Regions from separate parts of the Hordeum vulgare genome. Here region 2 is linked to region 1. The links are chromatin contacts, called in public Hi-C maps. All regions are on one chromosome and are shown on one strand. Each heading gives the region's core, a stretch centred on a gene start, on an enhancer-like site or on the middle of the called end of the contact. The rest is flanking DNA. Distances are from core to core; before and after follow the strand shown. Region 1 holds the start of LOC123426015 (heparan-alpha-glucosaminide N-acetyltransferase-like). Region 2 has its middle 45 kb from the start of LOC123407683.

Region 1 (3,951 bases), core at 405-2,904:
AGCAAAAAAGTGGTAGTTTTGGGGACAAAATCGTAAAGTGGTAGTTTGTAGGCACGGTTCGACGAATTGTGGTAGTTTTTTTGGTAAATACTCTCTTAACATGGTATCAGAGATTAGGTCTTGAGTTCAAGTCCTGTCTTTTGCAATTTATTGAAAAATTGTTGCTGCCCCCCTTTGTCCATGTATAGGCCTCTTGAGTCATATCTCTGAGTCTATCCACGTGTTGGCTTTTTGCATCACACGTGAGACAGGGTGTTGAAGTGCATATGTGGATTGCCTAGCCCTTTCCATCAGTTCGGACTGATGGGTAAACTGGTGAGCTGCATAAATTTGCAAGCAAGAGGAAGACACGAGGGGGAGTGTTGGGGAGCAATGTCCGTCCCTCTCCCATAGTTCGCACTTTTGGTTGCGTTGGCTAGTGCATGAATCTTAACAATTATAATATAGTACTTGGTATAGAAGCTAGGAATGAAAGGTTAAAGAAATGTTAGACAAACTCAACAGACCCTACTAAGGTTTACAACAATTTGGCCATGAGAATCTTTCATCTCTTTTCTCTTCTTTTTTTTTCGTGCGTACAATCCATGATCTCACTAGTGCAACTTCTACAACGAACCGTTGATTCCCAGTTTCCTACTTTGAAATCATAGTTATCTGATGATCAAAATGGTCCGCACACTTATAAAAGGCTTAAGCAAACTTTCAAGGCAAATGGTAGCCAAACTGAACATTTTTTGCTCCGTAAAGGTTTTACAAGGGTCCGGCATCCATGAAAATGGCAAAACAGATCCTCAAACTTCATTTTAGAGAAGTTGCAGTATGGTTAGGAGGCACTTAAGTACCTCCACGCTACAAACATATCAGCCGTTGCTTAAGATAAGGTACAACAGGTGCATAACATTCTGTAGGTTAGTAACAGTTGAAGACGCCCAAGATTAGGGCAAATGAAAAATCTAGCAAGCACCGAACCATTCCCCAGTCTCTAAGTCCCGACCATTTGGTTATTTTCATATAGCACGACCATTTGGTTGTTAGGATGGTTATACTACATCGTCTATAGTAGACAGTAGTAACTACTCCCTCCCTCCGTCCAGAATTACTTTCATCAAAATAAAAAGAAAATCCAGATCTAAAATACGTCTAAATACATTTATTTCTATGACAAATAATTCCGGACAGTAATTCAGTATACCTTAAAGACGAGGGCCGCGGAGACGCCGATGATGAAGAGGAAGGCCGGCATGACGAAGTCCGCCACCGTCACCCCCAACCACGGCGCGTGGTTTATCCCCGGCCACGCCCCGCCGGCGTCGTCCACGAGTATCATCATCTGAGCGAGCGCAAGCAAACACGATTGGCACGCGAATACGAAGAGAAACAGACAAGCCTGTGGGAAGATCCGAAGAGGTTAGGGTTCTACTGACGGCGACGGTGAGGCCGCGGAACACGTCGAGCGAGGCCACCCGCTGCGGCTTCTGCTGCCCGGGCTTCGCATCCGCCCCCGGCGGCTGCGGCAAAGGGGATACGGGGTATGGGAGGATCTCTTCTCCGGTATCGAGGAGGGGGCGGCGGCGGTCGCCGTCATCTCCATCGCTGGCGACGGCGACCACGGTGGCGTCCATTTTTGGGATCTCCTGCTGCTGTCGTATGCGGAGTAGTGTATTGCAGAGTGTTGTGGAAGACCGGACTAATAGATTTGATTCAGTGTATTTTATAGTAAACAATTATAATCACAGTAGCTCTCGTAGCTCAGTTGGTTAGAGCACCCGTTTAGTAAGCGGGAGGTCTTGAGTTCAACTCTCAACGAGAGCATTTCTATTTTAATTTTTCTTTCAGTTTCGTCAGTACGACCCTGGCAATAGCATTTTTCTTTCGGTTTTGTTCAACAAGAACATTTTTTTTTTCTTTTCAGTTTCGTCAGTACGACCCTGGCATAGCTGGTTTGATTTTCTTCTACTCCCTTTTCAATATATATATGCCTTCTTCAAATTCAAGCCATTACCTAAACATTAAAACATTAATCTGTTTTACCTTGATCATTTGTTTACCATGTAAGGTATTTCATTACTTTTTAGCACAAGCATGGAGTAGTTGATTTTTTTTCTTCTTTTTTTTCAATATCTATTTTTTTTCAAATTCATGCCATTAGAAAAACATTCAAATATCATTTATCCTTTTTACCGACAAGCTGGGAAGCATCTAAACTATTTCATTATTTTTTTAGAACAAACATAGAGTAGTTGATCTCTTTTTCTTTTCTTTGAATACCTATGCTTCTCCATATTCGCGCCATTAGGAAAACATTCAAATATTATTATACCGTTTTACCGACAAGTTGGCAAGCATCTAAACTATTTCATTATTTTTTAGGACAAACATAGAGTAGATAATTTCTTTTTCTTTCTCTTTTCTTTGAATACCTATGCTTCTTCAGATTCATGCCATTCGAAAAACATTCAAATATCATTAAACCGTTTTATGACTAGCTGGCAAGCATCTGAGCTATTTTAAAAAATTAGCACAAACATAGAGTAACTGATCTCTTTTTTCTCCTTTTTTCAATATCTATGGTTCTTCATTTTAGTATTTTTAGCACAACCATGGAGTAATCGATCTCAATTTTTTTCTCAATATCTATGCCTTCTTCAGAAATTTAAAAAACAGCTAAAACATCATTAATTCATTTTACCCACAACCTTAGAAGCATCTAAAGTACTTTAGTTCTTTACCATGACCATATAGTAGTCTATCCGTTTTTTTCTCCTTCTTCGATATGTATGCCTTCTTCAAATATCATGCCATTAGGAAATCACTAAAAAGATTATTACTTAATTTTACCCACATTAAATCTATTGGCACTCCAAGCTCGAACTATTGTTGGTTCATTCTGTGTAGAAACCTTTTATGAATTATTATCTCCTTTCTAAAAGAAATGATTGTATAGAGTTTCATGCATTATGAAAACGTCGAAGTATAGGTTGGATTTTCATTGTTTCGATTGGATGACATTCTTCATTGATTATATTAGTGATGAACATCCAGATAAACACATAAATTGATATGTTATTGCGTGTGGAAGTTGTTACCATCCTTTCTATGTGCATCACTCAAATTCAATGGTAATTGCGATTACACAATGCCCTTATATATAATAGCACATTGAGATATATGTTGGTGAGTAAGGGCGCCTAGTGGGAGGAGCAATTATCTTTATTTCACTTTTGTTAGTAGGACCCTAACATGATTGGATTCTATTATTTTTTCTCCCTTTTAAGTATGCATGTCGTCGGAGTATTTTTTTTGACAGATCCATCAATAGGGTAATCTGGCCAGACAAGTGATGCTGTCCTAGACTAGGGGTGCTTGCCACGTCCGCTCTCGGCCATATGGGTCATACCAACCATTGTGCTACGTTCGTTGTGCCCAGGAGCGCCAAGCTAGGTATCTTTCGAAGACTTGATGCATACTCCAAGAACTATAGGTCGTCGTTATGATTGCCCCTAGATGTAACTGGCTTATGTGTAAACCCTAGGCACCCCCGATATCAATATAAACCGAGGGTGAGGACAATAAACTACAATCCCATACACACACGGTCTCATGGTAAGTCAACATGTAGCTTGTACTCTCTCTAATGGGTGATATTTTTACACTCATCTAACATGAGTTTAAACTGTATATTTCACTAAAACTAAGATATTCGCTCTGATGTTACCACTAATGACTAATGAATGAATAGGATTCCAAAATCCTTTCTTTATTTTGTTTCCACATGAAATGGGCTAAATATGGATGAAATCAAGTAATAACATGGAAAAGAGTAAAGGAGGAGATAGAAGAAATCAAGTGAAGGTGCCACCAGAAGAAACGACATGAAAGACGATGCATCATAAGACTGTGACAGCTCATATGAGTGGTCGTATGGAATGGATTCCGAGGCTCCTCATCCAC
Region 2 (3,951 bases), core at 445-2,944, 450 kb before region 1:
GGTATTCTTTTTCTTTTGCCAGGTTCCCATTCTTTTTGGTTTTATTTATCTTCTCGTTTTTTCAATTATTTTCCTTCTTTATTTTTAGTTTTCATTTTCAAAATTTTCAGCTTCATTTTGCAAAAAAACTCAGATTTTTTGAAAATGTTCAGAATTGTTTTTTAATATATTTTTCTGATTTTAAAATTTTCATATTGTTTAATAATTGTTCCTGGTTTCGAATTTTTTTTGAAAATATTTTTTGAGTTCTGAAAATTTTGTTCACAATTTTAAAAATGCATGTATTTTCAAATTATGTTAAAAATTAAAAAATATTTGGTAATTTAAATAAAAAGGCTTGTGCTTTCGAAAATTTGTTCAGAATTTCAAAAGCAATGCTCCCGTTATCAAAGACATTATCAAAATTCAAACAAATGTTCGCATTTTCCAGAAATATTTGGGATATTCAAAATTTATGCCTATAAAATATGTTCATGCTTTTCAAGAAAATGAAATGACAAAATGTGTTCATGTTGTTCAAAAAATTGTATGATTTTCAAGCATTACTTGATTTTCAAAACTTGTTCACTCCAAGGATAGTTCTAAAAAAATTAAAAACTAACTGGATACTACATTCGAACATACTCCCCCCTAATCAAAATATGAGACGTTTTCTAACAAGGACATAGTGTGAAAAAGATTCTTACATTTCCATACAAAGGGAGTAGTTCTTAAACTTGCACGCTCCTCATTGGTCACCATCTCTCATTAGCTACTCACCTTCACTAGCTTGGGGTCCAGAGTTGTAATCCTTTTGTGGGCGTGCCCTCTCTTTTAACTCGCATCGCTGCATATGGGTGAACGCGCTCTCACTACAACGGTATTGGGCCGCCCATTAATGGATTAGTGCATGTGTCGTGAGGCTATTTGCCGCAAAATACATCAAATAGGAGCTCCAGCCTAGCAAAACAACCTCCTTCTCTAGACATTTTCACAACAACATGAAACATCGAAATTACTAATTAAGGAGTATTATTTGTTTTCTAGACCATGTTTTTTCGTTTCGAAAGGCACATCCGTTCCTCTCCTCAAAGGAAAAAAGAAAAAAAACACATACTTCCGTTTCACTGAGGCGCGACCATGCCTCTCGCGAAAGCAAAACCATGCCTCTTTCAGAAAAAAAAACACTTTTTTTCATTTCAAAAAGGCACGGCCATGCATTTTGCGTAAACAAATATGTGCCTCTCATGGAAGCAAACTATGCCTCCCGTAGAAGAAAAAAAACACATTTTTTTTTGTTTCATAGAGGCATGGTTGTGCCTCTCGCGACTGGTAAAAGGAAAGGAAAATATTTTTTTGTTTCAGAGAGGCACAGTCATACCTCTTACGGAATGAAAGAAACGTGTTTTATGATGCCATTTATTTCTAATATTCCCCCCAAAAGCTCAGATAGACTGATGAAAAAAAGACCATGTAAAAAAACGAAAACGCATGGGAAAAATAAAAATATTCAAACAAAAGATCAACAATATGACACGTGACGATGGCTGAAAACGCGCCAAGTAAGGTGCTCTCAACCCAGCGTAGTGACCCTTGGGAAGGCTCCTTGTTAGTTACTCCCATGAAACATATCTAACTCTTTGGACTCAAAGCCTAGGCCTTTATCGTCCAGCCCTCCCGCACGCACTAGTCAGCGGGAGCTCCTATTCGCCGCTTATTGCAACAAGTTCTAGGGGTTTCGCACAGGGCGCCGCACACCATGGGCCGGCCCATTTGCGGTAACTTCATGAAACAAAATTTAAAAAACCGCTTGCAGCAGGAATCGAACCCACAAACTGTCTCTCACGCACAAACCCCGCTACCCACCACAACAAGCACGCCCCAGGTGATACATTTACAATGCAGCACTTAAAGAAACTAAAAGCAGAGAAAAAGCAGTACGTGAAATTTCCAAAAAGCATTTTATAAAACATATTTTCAAATTCCGAAACATTTTTATTAAAAAATCCGAAACATTTTTATAAAAAATCTAGAACATTTTTGCAAATTCTGGAACATTTTTTTCGAATTCGGGAACATTATCTCAAATTCCGGAATATTTTCTCAAATTTTGGAACATTTTCTTAAATTTGGGAATATGTTTCGAATTTCGAAACATGCGTTCAAATTCCGAAACATTTTTTCAAATTCTGGAACATTTTTTAAATATTCAAAACATTTTTGAATCAAAAACAGAAAAAAAAAAGATAAATCGGTTCAGGGAATCTTCTAAAAAGTATGCAAAACCAGAAAAAACCCGGCTGAAAACTCAAGAAGCTTTCGAAAATCGGGATAGATGAAAGTGTTAATGGGCCGGACCAAACCCCGTCGCTCGCTCGTAACCTCATGTGCGAAAGGTCAACAATTTACCGCAGAATGCGGCAGATAGGATTTTCCCTAGTCAGCCCCGTCCCAATGGGCCTTTTTGCCCACTAAGTTGTGTGTCACGCATGAACAACATTTGTTACCTTCATAGGCAATTCCTACTTGACGTCGTTGTGTAATAACCTAGCGCACAGCGCCACCCCGCGCCCTCCAGCTGATGGATCGGCTCATTTCATTCTTTCCACTTTGGTTTTTGAGCGGGTTTAATTTTTTCTGTTTTATTACTTTTCCTTTTATATTTTCTGTATTTCATTTTGGTTTATTTTTTCATGTTTTTTCGTTTTCTTTTATATTATTTTATGAAAATCTTTCAAATCTGTGGTTTTGAACTAAACCTTTTCGATTTTATATTTCCTTTCTGAAAACATAAATATGTTTCAAATTCAAGATTTTTTATCAAAAACTCGAACATGTTTTCATATTTTGGAAAATTAATTGTTTGAAACTCGTGAACATTTTTTGAATTGGTGAATAATACTTGTTTACCTTGACGAGCATTTTATGAAATTTGGGAACACATCCTGAAATTCACAAAATAAAACAGAATAATCGTTTATGCACGTTGTTTTGAATCATTGAACATTTTCTGGATAGACAATCTTTTATTGTAATTTGGTAATTTTTTATGAAATTCAAAATCATTTATTGAATTCTGGTGAATAATTTCTAAAATTTCTTGGATATTTTTTGAATTTGTTAACATTTTACAAATTCATGAAATATTTGAATACCAATCATTTTTTTCGAAAACATGAATATTTACTATTTACTGAATTTTACTTTTTCAATATTGAATATTGAATGAATATGGGAGAAATCATTTAAATTCTTAAATATTTTTAAATCCATTAATATTTTATGATTTCTCAAACATTTTGTTAATCCCCGAAAATTTTAAGATTTCCCTAAATTGTTTTATTAAATTTTTAAAATAAAATTTTGAGGACTTTGCAAAAAATAATAATTAATTAAATAAGAAAAAAGAAATATATAAATACAAAACTAACAAAAACAATATTTTTTACAAAATGAAGAAAAAGTTGGCCGTCAGGCCCCGTACCTGGGCTGTCCAAGAATGCGTGCGGTCTGTAACTTGGTTTGGCATGCGTTGGTTGTTCTCTTCTTTCTCGTCTCTGTATTGCTCATCTTCTTCCTCTAATCTTCTCATCTCCTGATTCCTCTGAGTTCATGTGTAATCTGATTTCAAATGAGGCTGACCATGGCCGCCGCCATGTACTAGTATTTTTTCTTATTTTTTTGGCTATTGTCATTTCTTGTAAATATTCTGTAACACACTCTTTTATATTTTCCTGCCTAAAAAAAAATCAGTGATTAATTGAATGAGTTAGTATTGTGATCTTAACAGTTGCCCTAGCCCGTAGCACACTGTTGCTTCTGTCTCGGTTGCGGCTTTGTTCAGCTTGGACTCAATGATGAGCCCCGGTCGTCATGCGTGCCTAATGTTCGGCATCTGCTGACCGCGGCGCAAAGTTTCGATGATTAAGAGCATCTTCAACCGGCACGCTTCGTTCCACGTTTAAAAAAATA

Evidence for each region. Hi-C and Micro-C count contacts between places; a contact is called where the count stands out from the background.
Region 2: a contact with region 1 is called in a Hi-C map of leaf, with 4 times the contacts expected there. The contact joins the enhancer-like site here to the promoter of LOC123426015 in region 1. A contact is called at or near these places in 2 of 6 Hi-C or Micro-C datasets (leaf and seedling).

What each region holds. Positions count from the first base shown.
Region 1 is chr1H:94,495,800-94,499,750 of MorexV3_pseudomolecules_assembly, reverse strand. It overlaps LOC123426015 (heparan-alpha-glucosaminide N-acetyltransferase-like), which reads right to left and starts at 1,654. Exons shown (of 13, transcript XM_045109797.1): 1 at 1,425-1,654; 2 at 1,193-1,330. The coding sequence starts at 1,622. It overlaps TRNAT-AGU (a tRNA gene), which reads left to right and starts at 1,739; the gene lies at 1,739-1,812.
Region 2 is chr1H:94,945,159-94,949,109 of MorexV3_pseudomolecules_assembly, reverse strand. No RefSeq gene overlaps it. Among protein-coding and RNA genes, the nearest start is that of LOC123407683, 45 kb to the right of the region's middle. Within about 2 kb of position 1,694, at least 3 of the 3 cell types and tissues checked have open chromatin away from gene starts, as enhancers often do. A contact at or near this core is called in leaf and seedling, where this site is marked.